Regions from separate parts of the Muntiacus reevesi genome. Here region 1 is linked to region 2. Evidence: chromatin contacts called from public Hi-C data. All regions are on one chromosome and are shown on one strand. Each heading gives the region's core, a stretch centred on a gene start, on an enhancer-like site or on the middle of the called end of the contact. The rest is flanking DNA. Distances are from core to core; before and after follow the strand shown.

What was found. Hi-C and Micro-C count contacts between places; a contact is called where the count stands out from the background.
Region 1: a contact with region 2 is called in a Hi-C map of blood, with 3 times the contacts expected there. The contact joins the promoter of FAM117B here to the promoter of NBEAL1 in region 2. A contact is called at or near these places in 2 of 3 Hi-C or Micro-C datasets (blood and muscle).

Annotation. Positions count from the first base shown.
Region 1 is chr3:144,802,036-144,806,881 of mMunRee1.1, reverse strand. It overlaps FAM117B (family with sequence similarity 117 member B), which reads left to right and starts at 3,548. Exons shown (of 8, transcript XM_065930800.1): 1 at 3,548-4,426. The coding sequence starts at 3,826.
Region 2 is chr3:144,560,743-144,565,644 of mMunRee1.1, reverse strand. It overlaps NBEAL1 (neurobeachin like 1), which reads left to right and starts at 3,532. Exons shown (of 56, transcript XM_065930782.1): 1 at 3,532-3,638; 2 at 4,493-4,772. The coding sequence starts at 4,722. It overlaps LOC136163255 (small ribosomal subunit protein uS14-like), which reads left to right and starts at 1,212. Exons shown (of 1, transcript XM_065927697.1): 1 at 1,212-1,489. The coding sequence starts at 1,237. The coding sequence ends at 1,407.

The DNA of each region.
Region 1 (4,846 bases), core at 2,299-4,798, 240 kb before region 2:
GCTCCTTCAGCTTCATACAGTCAACCTTGAAGAGAAAATGGAAAATACAAGTTATATCCTAAGAACAGGGTTAAACCACAGGGAGACATGTTTATTTCACTGAGTTTTGAAATACATGGACTGTGTTTGTAGATGAACTAGCAAACTGAATATCAGTGATAAGCTGGTTGGATGGCATCACCAACTCAATGGACATGAGTTTGAGCAAGCTCCAGGAGCTGGCGATAGACAGGGAAGCCTACTGTGCTGCAGCCCATGGGGTCGCAAACAATTGGACATGACTGAACTGAGCCTTGATGCATATTGTTTTGAATCTTTATCAACAGATAATGTAAGTCAAGGGCAAGAGTAAATAATGCTTTTATGCATTGCCATTAAATCTTAAAAACTGACTGAAGAGTTCTAAAATATCCAAACAAGTGTTTTTTTTAATAATATAAAATTCTACTCTTGTAAAAAAAACAACAACAAAAATAACAACATGCACATACTAATAGATAAAACAGGTTTAACAGAGGTTTTTCTCCCAGGGTAGAACTATGATTATTTTTTCTTTTTTAATTTTTCATTGGGGGATAACTGCTTTACAATGTCGTGTTGGTTTCTGCCATACAACAATGTGAATCAGCCATTAAGCACACACATCTCCCCTCCCTCTTGAACCTCCCTCCCACCCCCTCTCTCCATCCCATCCCATCCCATCCCTTTAGGTTGTTACAGAGCACGGGGTTGAGTTCCCCGCATTATACAGCAACTGTATGTTTCAATGCTATACTCTCAACTTGTCCTAACCTCTCCTTCCCCTACTGTGTCCAGAAGTCTTTCTCTGTGTCTGAGTCTCTATTTCTGCCTTGCAAATAGGTTCATCAGTACATTTTTCTAGATTCCAAATATATGTGTTAATGTATGATATTTGTTTTTCTCTTTCTGACTTACTTTACTCTGTATATCAAGTAGTTTATCCACCTCTCCAGAACTGACTCGAATTCTTAGTTCCATCTTTTAATGAGACTATTTCTTGAAATACTCCTTAAAAATGACATCTTAAGTACCCAAGAGTTTTGTCAATTTTGGAACAGATGAATGGATAAAGATTTGGTGTATACAATGCAATATTGCTCAGTCATTAAAAAGAATGAAATAATGCCATTTGTAGCAACATGGATGGACCCAGAGATCATCATTCTAAGTGAAGTCAGTCAGAAAGACAAATACCATATGATACCACTTTGTGTAGAATGTAAAATATGACACAAGGGAACACACCTACAGAACAGAAACAGACTCACAGATGTACAGAACAGACTTGTGGTTCCCAAGGGGGCAGAGAGGTGGGAGAGGATGGATTGGGAATTTGGGATCAGCAGATGCAAACTATTACATATAGGATGGATAAACAGCAAGGTCTTACTGTATAACACAGGGAACTCTATTCAATATCCTGTGATACACCATCATGGAAAAGAACATGAAAAAGAATACACACACACACACACACATAACTGAGTCATTTTGTTGTACAGCAGAAATTAATACAACATTGTAAATCAACAAAACTTAAGTAAAATTTTTTTAAAAGGAATTGATCAGGAAGTCTAAGACATTAGGGCTGTGGAACTCCCTCAGTTTAACTCAATGAATATGTACTGGGTTACTACTTTTCTTCCTGATAGTTCAGTTGGTAAAGAATCCGCCTGCAATGCAGGAGACTCTGGTTCAATTCCTGGGTCAGGAAGATCTGCTAGAGAAGAGATAGGCTACCCACTTCAATATTCTTGGGCTTCCCTTGTGGCTCAACTGGTAAAGAATCCGCCTGCAATGTAGAAGACCTAGGTTCCATCCCTGGGTTAGGAGGATACCCTGGAGAAGGAAAAGACTACCCTCTCCAGTATTCTGGCCTGGAGAATTCCATGGACTGTATAGTCCAGCGTTTGCAAAGAGTCGGACACAACTGAGCGAGCTTCACTTTACTACTCTGCACAGGACACAGTGCCAGATACAGCTTCTAGGGTAGCCTTGTGGTTTATCTTCTCTCTTACTCATTATTTTAAGACTAGCTTTAACTGTCTGCATGGATGTTTGCAACTTCCTTCTCCTTGTCTAGGGAGAAGTTGCTTTTGTCTTCATTCCAGGTTATGGGGATGAGTAGTGACTTAGGTCTATCTAGAGCACCAGCCAAATTAAGAAGGTCCTGGAATTAAGGCCTGGGGCCTTTCTTTCTGATAGGGAAGAGAGGAGGAATGTGTGATAAGGAGAGACAAGGGCCTCTGAATCACATGGAGACTCAAAAGTACTGAGTACTTTGTATGCACCATACACTCAGTTAACTCTTGGTTGAAAATCACAATTGTATGAAGGAGATGGTATTGTTTAACTGAATTTTACAGATAAAGGATAAGCGGCTGGTGAGTTATCTGAGCCACAGAGTCTGTTGTGGATCTGGAATATAAATCTCTCTTCTAGGTCCTCAAGGGCTCTCCGCCACAGTGTATAGGACTCAGCAGAATTTCAGGTCCAGAGCAAATCACACTGGGCTCTCCACTCCCATATTTTTAGAGGATGAAATCTGTCTAGAATTTTTATCTAATAAAGTAGTAAAGGGAAAACAGGTCATGGACAGAGAGTTTATAGCTTGGAAAATGAGTGTGTGGGGTATGGGTTCACTTTTTTGTCTTGATAAAGAGCCTTCCAGGTTATTTGAGAACTAGTGTCACTGATTTCTTGCCCATTCTACAAAGACCTGTTTTCTCCACTAGACAAAAATATGAATGGCTGGTCCACTTCTGTCTCAAATAATGACTGTGAGGATAAAATAGGCCCTTTGAAAACTATGGCACTTAACAAACTTGTAAGGCAACAATCATCTTTCCAAGGTATCGGGAAACTCGGAAGTGGCTGATTGAAATAAATTCTTGATTACTTGAGATACAGGAGATGTACCAACAACATTTGGTCACTGGACTTTGTTGATACAATCTAAAACGGCATTCTAACCAGCAGTTTTAATCTTTCTAAGGTTTGGCTCTCTACAGAGCTTAAAAAAAAGAGAGACAAGGTGTAAAATACCAGTAACATTAATTAAATTTCTTTTCCTTTGAGCCCTTTCCCGACGTTGATGGAATTAGGACAGAACAAAAAGATCAAGGGGAAAAAAAAGCCAGAAAGAGACTCAGGAACACAGACTGTGCCAGTAAATACTGAGTTAAGGAAATGAGTTTGGGGGAAAAGACTTGAGACATCCCTGGCGACCGCTCTGGTTCGGGGGCAATCCCTTTGGCAATATTCCAGAATCTGAGTCCCCAGGGCTCCCCCCAGTGGGAAGGGAAAGATGCGCGTGGCCAGGCGCGCGCGCACGCGTGTACACTCACGTGTACACTCACACGCGCGCGCGCGCACACACTACACATACACACAGCCTGTTTCCTCCACTCCCCCTCCCCCCGGGGGGGCGGGTCTCTTTCTCTTTAAAGAGCAGACGGTCTCCGCGCAAACCCAGGTTCTCTAAGGCCCGGGGGCCCGGGACCCGAGCTCCTCGCAGCCAATGGGCGCGGTGGAGCGGCTCGAGCGCGGCTGACGCTGCACCAATGGGCGCTCGCGGGGGGCGGGGGCAGCGAAGGAGACACTATTGTTGATGAGGAGGAGCAGCGGCGGCGACGGCTGCACCACCTCGTTGCTGCCGGCCGCGGCCCGGGCGCCCCCAGCACCCCAGACTCCGGCTTCGTCACCCCGTCGCGGAGGCCTTCCCTCCAGCCTCGAGAATCCTCCCCCTGCCTTCTAACAACAAAACCACCCCACGTCTCGCCCAGTCACCGGGGAGGGGGGACCATGTCCCAGCGGGTGAGGCGCAATGGGTCCCCCACGCCGGCCGGCTCCCTCGGGGGCAGTGCGGTCGCCACGGCCGGGGGATCCGGGAGCCGCCTGCAGCCCATGAGGGCGACGGTTCCGTTCCAGCTGAAGCAGCAGCAGCAACATGGCAGCCCCACGCGGAGCAACGGCGGCGGCGGCGGCGGCAACAACAACGGCGGCTGCTGTGGTGGCGCCTCAGGCCCCTCAGGCGGCGGCGGCAGCGGCGGGGCCCCGCGCACCGCCTCGCGCAGCACGAGCCCCACGCGGGGCGGCGGGAGTGCGGCCGCGCGCACCAGCCCCACGGTGGCCACGCAGACGGGCGCGTCCGCGACGTCCACGCGAGGCACCAGCCCCACGCGCGCCGCCGCGCCCGGGGCCCGCGGAAGCCCCACACGGCCGCCGCCGCCGCCGCCGCTGCTGGGAACCGTGTCGTCGCCCTGCTCGTCGCCCACCCACCTGTGGACTGGAGAGGTGAGCGCGGCCCCACCCCCAGCCCGCGTCCGGCACCGGAGGAGGTCCCCGGAGCACAGCCGAAGCTCCCCGGAGAGGAGGAGCCCGAGCGCCCCGGTTTGCAAAGCAGGTACGTGCTGGGGGCTGCGCGAGGAGGGAAAGGCGGCGGCGGGAAGGGGTCCGGGGCGCGCGCCGCTACCGCGCGGGGACTGCGGCGCTACCGCGGTGCCGGGGTGGCCGTGGGCGGGGCTGGGGCGGGGCCCTGGGCGGTGCGGCCCCGCCTTCCCCGGGCCGGCCCCGCGTCCCCTCCGCCCCTCCCGGGCCGCCTCATTCATCCCTCGGTCAGCCTTGAGTTGGTGCCGGTCCGTGGAGGTGCAGCCGCTAAGCTTGTGCCTAGGCAAATGTGTTAATGATAAACCTGGGATTCTGGCCGCCCGCTGGTTATTGCTTACCCTCCCTTGGGAGTGAGGCTAAGGGTAATTTGTCACTTTAGTGACATGGTTAATGTTAGTATAGTACATGTTTGTTGCTAAGCGTTTCTCTTTCACAG
Region 2 (4,902 bases), core at 2,283-4,782:
AAGACTGAGACCTAATCATAGAAAGCCTGCCCTCCTCTTACACAACACCATCATATTACTAAAGGTTTATTTATTGCAGTTCCTTTGCTCAGTATATCATGTCTGGCTATCATAAAATTACAGAGCATGTTGTTGTTCAGTGCTCGTCATGTCTTACTCTGCAACCCCATGGACTGCAGCACGCCAGGCTTCCCTGTCCTTTACCATCTCCCAGAGTCTGCTCATACTCATGTCCACTGAGCTGGTGATCCCATCCAATCATCTCATTACAGAGCATACTAAAAGTGAAAAAAAATCACAATTTGAAGAGACCAAGCAAGCAACAGAACCAGACTTATATATGGCAAGAATGTTGAGAATTATCATACAGAAAAATTTAAATGGTTATGAAGAATATGCTAACAGCCGTAGGAAATGAAGTAGCATGTAAGAAGAGAAGGTCAATGTAAACAGAGATGGACATTCTAAGAACAAAGAAATGCTCCAAATCAAAAACACTTAACAGAAAAGAAGGAGCCTTTGATGAACTCATTATTAGACTGGACACAGCTGAAAAAAGCATCTTTGAACTTGAGATATGTCAGAAGAAACTTCCAAGATGGAAAAACAAAAAGGAAAAAAGACTGAAAAAAGAAAAGAACAGAATATTTAAGAACTGTGGGACAACTACAAAAGACATGTGTATAATGGGAATACTAGAAATGAAAGAAAGGAACAGAAGTAATATTTGAAGCAATAGATACTGAGAAATTTCCCAAAGTAGTGACAGACAAGATTTGGGAATCTCAACGGACACCAAGCAAGATAAATGCAAAGGCTACCCCTAGGCATATCATATTCACAATTAGAAAATCAAACAAAAATCTTGAAAGAAGTCAGAGGGAAAAAAATTACCTTTCCTATAGATGAAAAGAAACTTAAATCTGACTTATCTTCAGAAGTCATTCAGGCAAGTAGAGAGTGGAGTGAAATATTTAAAGTGCTGAGAAAGAAAACATGCCCCTAGAATTCTGTACCCCATGAAATTACTCTTCAAAAGTGAAGGCGAAATATTTGGGGGTGGGGCGCACAGCATGGCATGCAGGATTCTTAGTTCTCTGACCAGGGATAGAACAAGCGCCCCCAGCATTGGAAGCGTGGAGTCCTAACCACCAGACTGCTAGGGAATCTCCTGCAAAGACTTTCTTTGACAAAAAAAAATTTGAGCTTTTACCTCGTTGCAGCCGAGAAAGCAACATGGGTCACCAGCAGCTCTACTGGAGCCATCCGAGAAAATTCGGCCAGGGTTCTCGCTCTTGCCGGGTCTGCTCAAACCGGCATGGTCTGATCCGGAAATACGGCCTCAATATGTGCCGCCAGTGTTTCCGCCAGTATGCTAAGGTCATCGGCTTCATTAAGTTGGACTAACTGAACTTCCTTAGATGGCTCATCCAGCACATCAACTTTAGGTGGAAATAATACTAGCTCTTTGTATATAAAATAAAAGTTTTCAAAACTTCAAAAAAAAAAAAAAATTTGAGGGAAATGGTTGCTAGTAGATCTGTCTTGCAAGAAATAGTAAAAGAAGTTCTTCAGAGAGAAGGCAAACAATGTATCAATAGATCATATACTTGGAAAAGAAAGGAAGAGCATCGGAGAAAAAATAAGTGAAAATGCTCATTTTTTATTTTTTTAGGCCACATTGTGTGGCCTGTGGGATCTTAGTGCCCCGACTAAGGATGGAACCTGTGCCCCCTGCATTGGAAGCACAGTGTCTTAACCACTAGACCTGGGGGAGTCCCAAATAAGTTAAAGTAAAATTAAAATTTGTATTTTTCTTGGTAGGTAGTTGTTCAAAATAATATGTTCAACTATGTATGCTTATGTATACTTTAGTATACATATCAAAGAGCCTCTTGATGAGGGTGAAAGAGGAGAGTGAAAAACTGGCTTAAAACTCAACATTGAAAAAACTAAGATCATGGCATCTGGGCCTGTCCCTAGTGTTTTTTGCTCAGCCGTGTCTCTTTGTGACTCCATAGACACTGGACCTCCAGATCCTTTGTCCATGGAATTCACCAGGCAAGAATACTGGAGTGGGTTGCCATTTCCTTCTCCAGGGGATCCTCCCAACCCAGGAATTGAACCTGGATCTTCCGCATTGCAGGCAGATTTTTTTTTTTTTTTTATACCATCTGAGCCACCAGGGAAGCCTCCACTTCATGGCAAATATAAGGGGAAAAAGTAGAAGCAGTGACAGATTTTATTTTCTTCACTGCAGATGGTGACTGCAGCCGTCGGTTGTTTTTTGGAAGGAAAGCTATGACAAACCTAGACAGCATATTAAAAAGCAAAGACATCACTTTGCCAACAAGATCCGTATAGTCAAATATTTGGTTTTTCCAACAGTCGTGTTCAGCTGTGAGAGCTGGACCATAAAAGCGGCGGAGCATCGAAGAATTGATGCTTTCAAACTGTGCTGTTGGAGAAGATTGAGAGCCCCTTGGATAGCAAGGAGATCTACCCAGTCAATCCTAAAGGAAACCAGACCTAAATACTCCTTGGAAGGGCTGATGCTGAAGCTGAAAGGACGCTCCAATACTTGCGTCAGCTGATGTGAAGAGCGGACCCATTAGAAAAGACCCTGACGCTGGGAAAGATCCAGGGCAGGAGAAAGGGGCGACAGAGGGTGAGTTGGATGGATGGTGTCACTGACTCAATGGACATGAGTTTGAGCAAACTCCAGGAGATGGTAAAGGACAGGAAACCTGGCAGTGCTACAGTGCATGGGGTCGCTAAGTCAGACACGACTCGGCGATTCAACAACAGCTACTACCAATCGCATGCGTCTTCCCCTCTCCTTAACCCCCTCCAACCCCGTCCCGCGCAAAGTTACCGACCTCTCTATCTCTAGTGAATGCTGCCGTTTTCCTACTGTTTCCTTTCTTGTAAGAGCAAAACCCTTTTGAAGCCTTCAGTAGTTTTGCATTTGACACTCAGCGACAGCGAAAGTCTGGCACGGGGCTTTGGCGCAAACACGATTAAAGGAAAGGATTTTGGGGCGGGGGATGTGGGAGCAGGTGTATGTTCTCACGACACACTCCCCCGACCAATCCCCTTTTTTAACAAAAATAAGTCAAAATGAAACCCCCTTCAGTTATCACCGTAGGGTTCCCTGCCCTCAGATGACTCCCGGAAATGACGCCGACAGCTCTACGCTCAGTCTGCCAGTCTGCAGCAGAGGCGGGCGGTGGACGTAAGCACGTCTGTCCTGCAACTCGTCCAGCTCGGGGAAGTCTGGAGAGCTCCGCCGGGGACCGCGGCCGGGGCTTCTGGAGCCGGGCCGACTGAGCCTGCGCAGGTATGCAGGGGCGAGGCGCCAGATAATCCCGCCCCTTCCAGCCTTTGCGGCCAATGAGCAGCTAGTGACCCGGGGCGGGTAAAGCCTTAAGGGCCGGAGTGATTAGCCGAAAGGGCAGTCCCGCCCCTGGCCCCTCCCAGCCCTCGCGCCCCGCCTCGACCCGTCACCGCCCCGCCTCCCTCTCCCGCCCGCCCGCCTGGCTACGGGGTGACACGGGGTTTGGCTTGGGAAGGGGGCGAGGGAAGCGAGTGAGACGGCGGCTTGGCGGCGGCGGCGGCGGCGGCACAGTCCCCCCAAAGTGAGCGCGGTGATGGGTAGCGGGTCATAGGAAGCGAGGGCCGCGTGGCAGAAGTGGGGGGGCCCGGGTGCTTGGTGGCGAACGCGCGCTAGAGTGAGGGGCGGCCGTGAGGGGGCGAGGTTGACCGGGGCGTGTCCCGGTGCGGTCGGGAGGGCGTGGATAGCGGGTCGGGGGACGCCCAGCTCTTCTTGTCTCCTCTCCAAATCTCTTGGCAGCTTGGCACAGATAAGTTTGCCTCCCTTTCGGTTGTCTGGGCTGCGAGGTGGAAATTTAAAGATCCCCCAAACACTTGGAGCCTTTCCCAGGGTGTTTTCCTGACTGGTGCGTTTGTGATCCTTTCTTCTTACTGGGTGGAGAGGTGGAGAGGCTAGGTGGGCTGGTCGACGTTTACTGTCTGAGGATTGTTCAAACAAACAGACCAGGAATTCTTCACCCTCCTCCCCACGCCCTGCCCTGCAACACAACAGCAAACATTCCCAACAAGTTTTAAGAAGCCGACTGTAAAATTCTGAGGGATTCTATGTCTGCAATGTGTTAGTAGTAAGTTGTGCTCTTTCTTAAGTTTATAGCAAGTCTATGAGTGGCATTTTTGCTGCTTATTATCATTGGACAAATTCTTTGTTATGAGTACTCATCTTTGAGTTCTAGGGGATTCTGACTTTATGTTGATATGAAATACTGCATTAGTTGTGATGTTTTCCTGAAACAAGTTTCTGTGAAATTCAGTCAGTTGTAAAAGCTTAGCCTGTTGTTCGTGGACGTGATGTAGATAAATTTCTAGTTCTGATAAACCTGCAGTTAACTATTATAGCCTCTTTTTAAAGCAAATCCTTGCATGTTTTTCTCTTTCACAGATTTTTATAATTATCCAGCGACCACCGATGATGATAGGTTGGAGAAACTGCTGAAACTGAATTTTATTGACCAGAAGGGAGTCCATTTGTTCCACTTCTTTTTGTTTTCCTTACTGCTTTGAGCTTTACTGTAACGGCTGAAAAACTTGGAAAATAAAATGAACACTCTATGGTCTTGAACTTTTTTTTTTTTTTGAGGAAAAATTAAAGTGCCAGAGTGAAAGGCAGAATGGCATCTAGAGAGAGACTCTTTGAACTTTGGATGCTTTATTGTGCAAAGGTAACTGCTTTCCTTTTTTACTTCTAATTTTAAAATACTTTGTTATAAAATTTTGTGACTTGCCTTATCAGCAGTTTATTTAATGGATAATGGCATATTTATTCTCAGTATTGACTTTAAGAACACGGAA